Regions from separate parts of the Pan troglodytes genome. Here region 1 is linked to region 2. Evidence: chromatin contacts called from public HiChIP or PLAC-seq data. All regions are on one chromosome and are shown on one strand. Each heading gives the region's core, a stretch centred on a gene start, on an enhancer-like site or on the middle of the called end of the contact. The rest is flanking DNA. Distances are from core to core; before and after follow the strand shown.

Region 1 (3,867 bases), core at 932-3,431, 270 kb before region 2:
AATGTAGGCTCTCTGCAGCAAAGATGTTTTTTTGCCTCTAACTTTATTTTTGTCTCCCAGTACCTAGGCACAGGTGGATTGAACAAATGTTTGTGGAATATGAATGGTTAATGACTCGCATCTGCACAGTTTTGGCCCTGCCCTGCCCAAGCGCTGCTCACCCACCCTAACCCTCCCCCTGGCCTGAGGCCAGCTCAGTCAAGCCCAACATACCCAGCCGATGAGGCCGGGTCGCAGTTCACAGAAATATTTGAAGTCGAAGAAACAGATACGAGGGTTGAGCTCTCGTCCCAGAAAAAAGTCGTAAATCGGATTGCCTGGAGAACATTGGAGAGTGAATGTACAGGCAGACGCCCCAATCTGCCTCCATCTCCACCCCAGGACACCTCTCACCTGAGTTCCCCCCAGGTGCCAGGGCCGAAACTGGGGCTACCTGCGCCTTCATGTAGAGAAAGAGGCTGAAGATGAAAGCGGTGAGGGTGGCGACAAACGCCAAGGGCAGGAGCATTTCCGGGAGCGCCCCCAGAGGCAGCCCCGCTGACATCCCCAGCCCCACCAACAGGGCTGTCAGCACCAGGGCCTGGAAGCCTGAACCACAGCGCACAGTGAGCCCTGGGGCTGCGCGCCTCCACATCCCCACCCCGCAAACACACGTAGAGCCCAAAACTCAGGGGGGCCACAGACCCTGCCCCAAGCATTAGGCTGCCACCCTGGCCTTCAGAGGATCACCCCAGCCACTGCTGTGGTGCACGGAGTAGCAGTAAATGGGGTAAGGCTGTGGGGACGAGGGGCTTAGGGAGAGCCCCCGGCGTCTGTCCTGGGCGTAACAGAGGCACACAAAGGAGCCTGGGGTGGGGGCCAATCTCCGTGGACCTCCCCGCTAGGCCTGGAGCTCCACCCCCGGCCGCTTAACTCCAGCGCGAGGGCCCGTCCCCTAGGCACCGTTAATAGGATAGCGCAGGCGACTCTTGTCCTTCAATTCCTGCCCCTCGGCCACCTGCGGGTCCAAGGGGGCTCTGATAAGGCCCAGGGCGTCCTTTCCCTCGCCGAGCCCATTCGCTTCCCTCCCCCGAGCGTCCGCGAGCGGGGCCCGCACCTTGCGCGCCGGCAGTAGGTAGAGCGCCGCCTGCAGGCCGAGCCAGGCGAGCCACAGCAGCAGCGCCCGTGGGCTCCACAGCGCCTCCAGCCCGGGCAGGGACGCGGGTGGACCCAGCAGGCGCGCGGGGCCCGAACGGGCCGCCAGGAGCAGGTGGAACATGGTGGCGGGCAGCAGCAGTAGCAGAGCCGCGGCGCCTGCGGGAAGGGCCATCACGTCGGGCGTCCGCCCCTAGCCCCCCAGCTCCCCGCCGGCCCGCACGGGCGCCCTGACGTCTCTGCGGGACCCTCTCGGCATTCCCAGAGTGCGCCTCCGCACCCCGTCCTCAGCCCTCGGCCCCCAGGCACCCCGCTGCCTCCCAGTTCCCTTCCCAGGCGTCCATCTTAGTCCCCCGCCCCCAGGCCCCTCGAAGACCCTCCTCCTGCTCCCAGTCGACACCATAAATCCCCGTTCTGCAGCCCCCAGAACCGGCCCCTCCTCAGCTCTCCCTCTCCAGACACCCTTCGCTGCAAACCCCCGGGTCCCTCTGCCTCCGACACCCCCAAAGCCTTCCATCCTCAGATCTCGCCCCCGCTCTTAGTTCACCCGCTCCAGCTCTCCTTCGCTTAGCCTTTGCCCCAGGTCCCCTCTCTCTGCCCCATTACCCAGGGGCCCTCCGAATTCCAGCGGGGCCCGGGGGCCCTGAGTGGGGGCCATGGTCTCCGCTCCGCCGGAGAGAGAGGGCGCTCACAATAGTCGGTCAAGGAAACACTGTCCGCCCCATTTCCCAGGAGATGGACTCGGCCGCGCGGAGGATCCGGCCCCGCGGCGCCTGCACCTGCCTGGACACGGAACGCAGACAAGGACCGCTCTTGTCCCAGGGTTTTTAAGTGGAACCGCCCCCTGCCCATGCTGGGCCCAGCACACCAGCCAATCGGCGCTCGGGGGCGGACCCGACGCGGGCGCCTCAGAAGCCTCAGCTTCAAAACCCCGCCCCCGGAAAGGCCCGCCCAGCAAGCGAGAGGAGGAGGCCACACATGTTTATTAGGCCGGTCCTGACACCTGCCTGCGGGGAAGGACCACCGAGACCAGATCCTGGGTGCCATGGGGTGCAGGGACAGACAGGTGCATGGCAGCGGCTGCGCCTAGCCGCGCTCGCAGATGACCTCGACCACACTGGGCTCCATGGGCACAGGGTCTGGGCAGCGCAGGGCAGCAGAGGCCACCACTTCGTCCAGCAGCAAGTGCACGAGTTCTTCGTCGGCCACAAAACGCCACAGGTAGAGCTGCAGAAAGTGGCAGTCCACTTGCACCTGCTGCAGCCCGAAGCGCCCAAAGGTGCGCAGCCGCACACACTCCAGCAGCGTCTTCAGGCTGATCTTGATGATGCCGGTCAGCACCGACACCTGCAGGCAGGGACACAGGGATGCAGCTTGGGGACTGCAGGTGTGTGTGGGGGACACCCAAGTTCCAAGCAGGGGCCCGGGAGACATACGATGGAAGTAGCTGGGATGAGGCAGAAAGTCTCCGGGGCCAGATAAGAGGGGAGGGATACAATGTTAGCGCCGTCATCTGGAGGGCAGGGGACAGGTAGGGCCCAGCAATCAGAGGCATCCCTGAGCTTGGAGTGAGGCGGGGCAGGGACCATGGGTGAACAGAAAACCCTGGGGAGGACCCAAGACTACTGTGGGGATAAGGACAAGGGCAAACAGTAATCCCAGGTCAGCACCCAGACTCAGGCTGGGCACACACCAAGACTGGGACAAGGGCTGTGGGATTTGGAGGCAGGGCACTCTGTACTACCTAAAAACAGCCCTAGAGACAGAGACTGGAGGGTCAGGGTCACCCCCAGTTGGTCACAGAGTCCTGGGGCTCCTTGGGCAGGTGTGGGGCTGCTCCAGCCAACCCTCCCCGGGATCCCTGGAAGTCTGAGTCACGTTGGAAGTCGGACCTTGTTGAACTCCACAGGGCTGAACACATCAATACGTTCAGAGAATAGCTTCTGGATATTGCTCAAGAGGTTGGTGTCCATCGGGGCACTGGATTGGGGAAGACAAGGAATCAGAGCCCGCCCTGCACCTTCGCCCTCTTTTGTCCCTTCCCCCTGGGGCTCCCCTGACCAGCCAGACCTGGGGGTATAGCTGGGGGCGTAGCGGCCCTGCTGCCGAGAGCTGCTGTACACGGAGAAGGTCCTCTTGCTGGAGTCGCTGCTCTGGGCCTTGCGAACACCCTCTTCGTACAGGAGCCCCACCTGGTGGTAAAAAGAGGTACTGCAAGGAGCCCCGAGTCAGGGGAAACCACCAGCCCATCGGTGCTGAGGATGCCCTAAGTCAGCTACTCAAGCATCACAAGGATCACAGGGTAATCACCGCGGGGCCCGCTATTTAGTAGGTACATGGTCGCTATTTATAGAACCAGTGGAGTGGGGCAAAGGCAGGATACAAGAGTTGGTCTGAGGTCTAATCTTCAGCACCAGCACCAACCCTGCCCTGACTTCCTGGGTAACCCTGAGCCTCTGCTTCTCCACAGGTAAAATAGGGGCGAAGATGTCATAATCCTGGGCTGAGGAGGAACAAGACCGTGGACATAGGCACTCCCCAGCCCCTTTGGTCTTCATCCTTGGAGACTTGTTCCCCTGGGGTTCCCTCACGGACGCCCTGGCTACAGAACTGGCCCCGTGAGAAGCCCAGATACACATGTCCCCTCCTCCAGGCAGGGACTGCTAGTGATCCTCTGCTGCCCCAGCCCCTCTTGAAGGGACAGTACCCCCAGCCTGCGTCAGGGCTACCCCG
Region 2 (3,546 bases), core at 383-2,882:
ACATAGCAAAACCCTATCTCTACTAAAAATACAAAAATTAGCTGGGTGTGGTGGCACATGCCTATAATCCCAGCTACTTGGGAGGCTGAGGCAGGAGACTCTCTTGAACCTGGGAGGCAGAGGTTGCAGTGAGCCGAGATCGTGCCACTGCACTCTGGCCTGGGTGACAGCGTGAGACTCCATCTCAAAAAACAAAACATCAGCCTGGCCTGGTGGTGTGAGCCTGTAGTCTCAGCTATTCGGGAGGCTGAGGTGGGAGGATCACTTGAACCCAGGAGGTTGAGGCTGTGGTGAGCTAGGTGGGAGGATCACTTGAACCCAGGAGGTTGAGGCTGTGGTGAGCTACGATTGCACCACTGCACTCCAGCCTAGGGGACAGAGTGAGACCCTGTCTCAAAAAAGAAAGTGTTGTCTAGGCCGGGTGTAGTTGCCCATGTCTGTAATCCCAGAACTCCGGGAGGCCAAGGTGGGAGGATTACCTGAGCCCAGGAGTTCGAGACCAGCCTGGTCAACATAACAATAACCCTTGACTCCAAAAAGTAAAATAAAAAATCAGCTGGGTGTGGTGGCATCTGCCTGTAATCCCAGCTACTCAAGAGGCTGAGGCAGGAGCCTAAGAGGTCAAGGCTGCAGTGAGTTATGATTGCGTCACTGCACTCCAGCATGGGTGACAGAGAGACCCTGTCTCAAAAAAAAAAAAAAAAAGTGTTGTCTGAAGCCACCAGTATGTCCCACCCTTTGATCTCTCCTCATGGTGCCTGGTCCATCCCAGCTGGACACAGCTGGACAGAAATCAGAAATACCACTGGACAGAGCCAGCCCCTCCCCTCCCCAACCTCCTCCAGCCTATCTCAGACCTCTCCTTGCCCTTCACGTTCCAGGTCAGACCTCAGGCCCTGCTCCTACTGAAGCTTAAAACGCCTGTGGTGTTGGTACCAGCCCAGCTCCACCTCCACCCCAGGGTCTAACTTAAGAGCCACCTTGTCCTCAGCCCCTCAATTCGCCTTCCTCCTTCCCAAGCCTCAGTGTGTCCATCTGCCAAATGGGCGTGACCATCCCTACCCCAACTTCCTGTCTCCCACATCAACTCTAATGATACAATCAAAGTAAGATTCAGAAACTTTTTTTTGGGCGGGGGCGGGGGGGGCGATGGGTGCCAAGCGCGGGCAAACCATGGAGAGAGCGAACTACAATTCCCATCCGGCTCCGGGGCCGCGGGCGTCCCTAGCCCCTCTCTCTTAGCCAAGGGCAAGGCGGCTGCGACCCAGGGGGCGAGAGAAGTTGCAGTGCTCCGCGCCTCCTGGGTCAGGGCCCAGGGAGGGCCCAGGTAAGTCTGGGTCTGGGGCCGCGCGGGGACCTGGGGAGTCTTTCCGACCCCGCGGAACCCCACCGCGCCCCTCGCAGAAGTCAGTTGTTCTCCCTGGCCCGCCCCCGCACTTCCTGGCCGGGAGTTGGGCCCGCCCCCGCGCGCCTCCGCCCCCACCTTCACCTCCAGCCGCGGCTCCCATTGGCCGGCGCGCACCTGCCCGTCCGTCGGGGGGCGGGGCGCGGCGCCCAGGTGAGGGCGCGCTGGCGGCGGCGGAGGAAGGTGACAGCGGGGAGGGCGGGAGAGGGGGGGGAGGACGCGCGGACAGAGCCTCAGACGGTTGGGCGGACGGACGGCCCGACAGGCGGGCATGCGGGCGGCCAGACTGTAGCCGAGCAGCGAGGCTCCGGCCGCAGCCATGGAGCGGCGGCTGCGCGCGCTGGAGCAGCTGGCGCGGGGCGAGGCCGGCGGCTGCCCGGGGCTCGACGGCCTCCTAGATCTGCTGCTGGCGCTGCACCACGAGCTCAGCAGCGGCCCCCTACGGCGGGAGCGCAGCGTGGCGCAGTTCCTGAGCTGGGGTGAGTGGCGGGGCGGCACGGAGCGGGGGCGGGCCTAGGGATATCGCGCCGAGACCCCCGCACCCGCAGACTTTCCCGCAGGGACCCGCACCCCCACGGGCTTCCCTCGCAGACTCCCTGCAGTGGCCCTGACGCGTACCACCGGACCCCCGCGGCCCGCACACTCGCCTGCACACCTCACCCTCACTCCAATTCTCACACACGCTCCTTCCCTCTCACAGACCCCGACACATGCACACACACACCAACTTGTGCTCAGGTATCGACCGCAGACGCATGTACCCAGTGCACCGCCTAGAGTCCCGTACAGATTTCCTTGCTTACAGGCCACACCTGACGCAGGACACACACAGACCCTCATGCATGTCACCCACTGATACACGGGCTCTGTTTCTCCTTCCTCTCGGATGCATTGAGACACACAACTCATGGAGAGACCCAGGGAGCGCTGCAGACCACCCCGACCGCATTGGCACTGCAAAACACACAGATCTGTAGGTATCGCACACTTGCAGACCTTCCCCCCACCAACACACACACCCCCAGCTCCCTGCGTACAAGACCACTGCAGCCTGGACTCAGGAACCGATTTCCAACCCTTGGCCTGTGCAGGCTGCTGGCCAAGCTCCTTGGGGGCTGTGGCGCCGGCGCCGGGGAGGGGGGCCTAGCTGGAGATGGGTCTGTACCTTTCCTGGTAGACTCATCTGAGTCATTGGGAGTGGCTGGCCCGGGGTGACCCTGAACCCACTGTGGGCACTGGCGCCAGCTGGAGGGTTCCCTGGTCACACCCTGCCGGGCCATGGGGAAAAGGCACGGGGGCCTGGCCAGGGCAGGGTGAGGCAGGTGTTTGCCCAGTGGGCAACTAGCGTTCCTGGCACTCCTGAGCTCTGGGAAGGCACAAGGCCTGGGGTAGAGGGGGAGGCTGCCACCCAGATGTGCCAGGGAGTTGTCCCCTAGCCCCAACCCTTCCATCCAGGGCGAGGCAGTCAGAGGCCCCTGCCTCTGTGCCTGTCTCCCTGGTATGCCTCCGTGCTATGCCTGTCTGCCTGTGTTGTTGTCACCCCCCCATGACACCCACACACGTGTGTGTGTTTGCACACACATGTGTGCTCCTCCCTGACTGCCTCCAGCACCTCTGCCTGGGACCCCTGTTGACAATCTCCCAAGGTAACTCAAAGGGCCGTGACTCATTCCTCTCCTGCTTGTCTCTACTTGTCCCTGCTCCTGCCCGGAGCCCCCATGCCCTGTGGGAGGCCAGAGGATTAGGCAGCCTGTCCAGGGGCCTGGATCCTCCTGCCTGTGGGCCTGGGCTTCGGCCCTCTTCTGGCGGGTGGGTCCCTATGGTGCTGGCTTCAACTCCCACGGGGAGGCCCGGGGCTGCTCCTCCCCAGCTCCACACACAGACCTGGGAAAGAGACAATGAATTTCTGTAATGAGGTTTCCACCCCGCCCCCGCTGCGGGCTTCTGCCTGATAAACCTGTGGAACAGCTCTCTGTCCCACCCACAGACCCGCCCAGCTGGCAGGGAGTTTACCTCCTGGCAGGGGGAAACTGAGGCAGGGCGCCAGACCACAGCTGCCCCCCATCCTGACTGATCACTCCTGCCTCCCTAAGACCCAATTCCTTCCCAAAACCTGGGGCTAATCCAGGCCTGGAAAGTGC

The links. HiChIP or PLAC-seq counts read pairs in DNA pulled down with a chosen protein or histone mark.
Region 1: an H3K4me3 HiChIP or PLAC-seq map of stem cell-derived excitatory neurons shows a contact between it and region 2, with 6 times the contacts expected there. The contact joins the promoter of TM7SF2 here to the promoter of CDC42BPG in region 2. A contact is called at or near these places in 1 of 7 Hi-C or Micro-C datasets (stem cell-derived neural progenitor cells) and 1 of 1 datasets of contacts at active chromatin or transcription factors (stem cell-derived excitatory neurons).

The regions. Positions count from the first base shown.
Region 1 is chr9:67,439,569-67,443,435 of NHGRI_mPanTro3-v2.0_pri, reverse strand. It overlaps TM7SF2 (transmembrane 7 superfamily member 2), which reads right to left and starts at 2,181. Exons shown (of 10, transcript XM_063783054.1): 1 at 1,827-2,181; 2 at 1,097-1,293; 3 at 943-997; 4 at 394-588; 5 at 214-317. The coding sequence starts at 2,181. VPS51 (VPS51 subunit of GARP complex) reads right to left here. Exons shown (of 10, transcript XM_009423455.4): 8 at 3,205-3,326; 9 at 3,027-3,114; 10 at 2,100-2,481. The coding sequence ends at 2,221.
Region 2 is chr9:67,165,951-67,169,496 of NHGRI_mPanTro3-v2.0_pri, reverse strand. It overlaps CDC42BPG (CDC42 binding protein kinase gamma), which reads left to right and starts at 1,632. Exons shown (of 36, transcript XR_010147234.1): 1 at 1,632-1,884.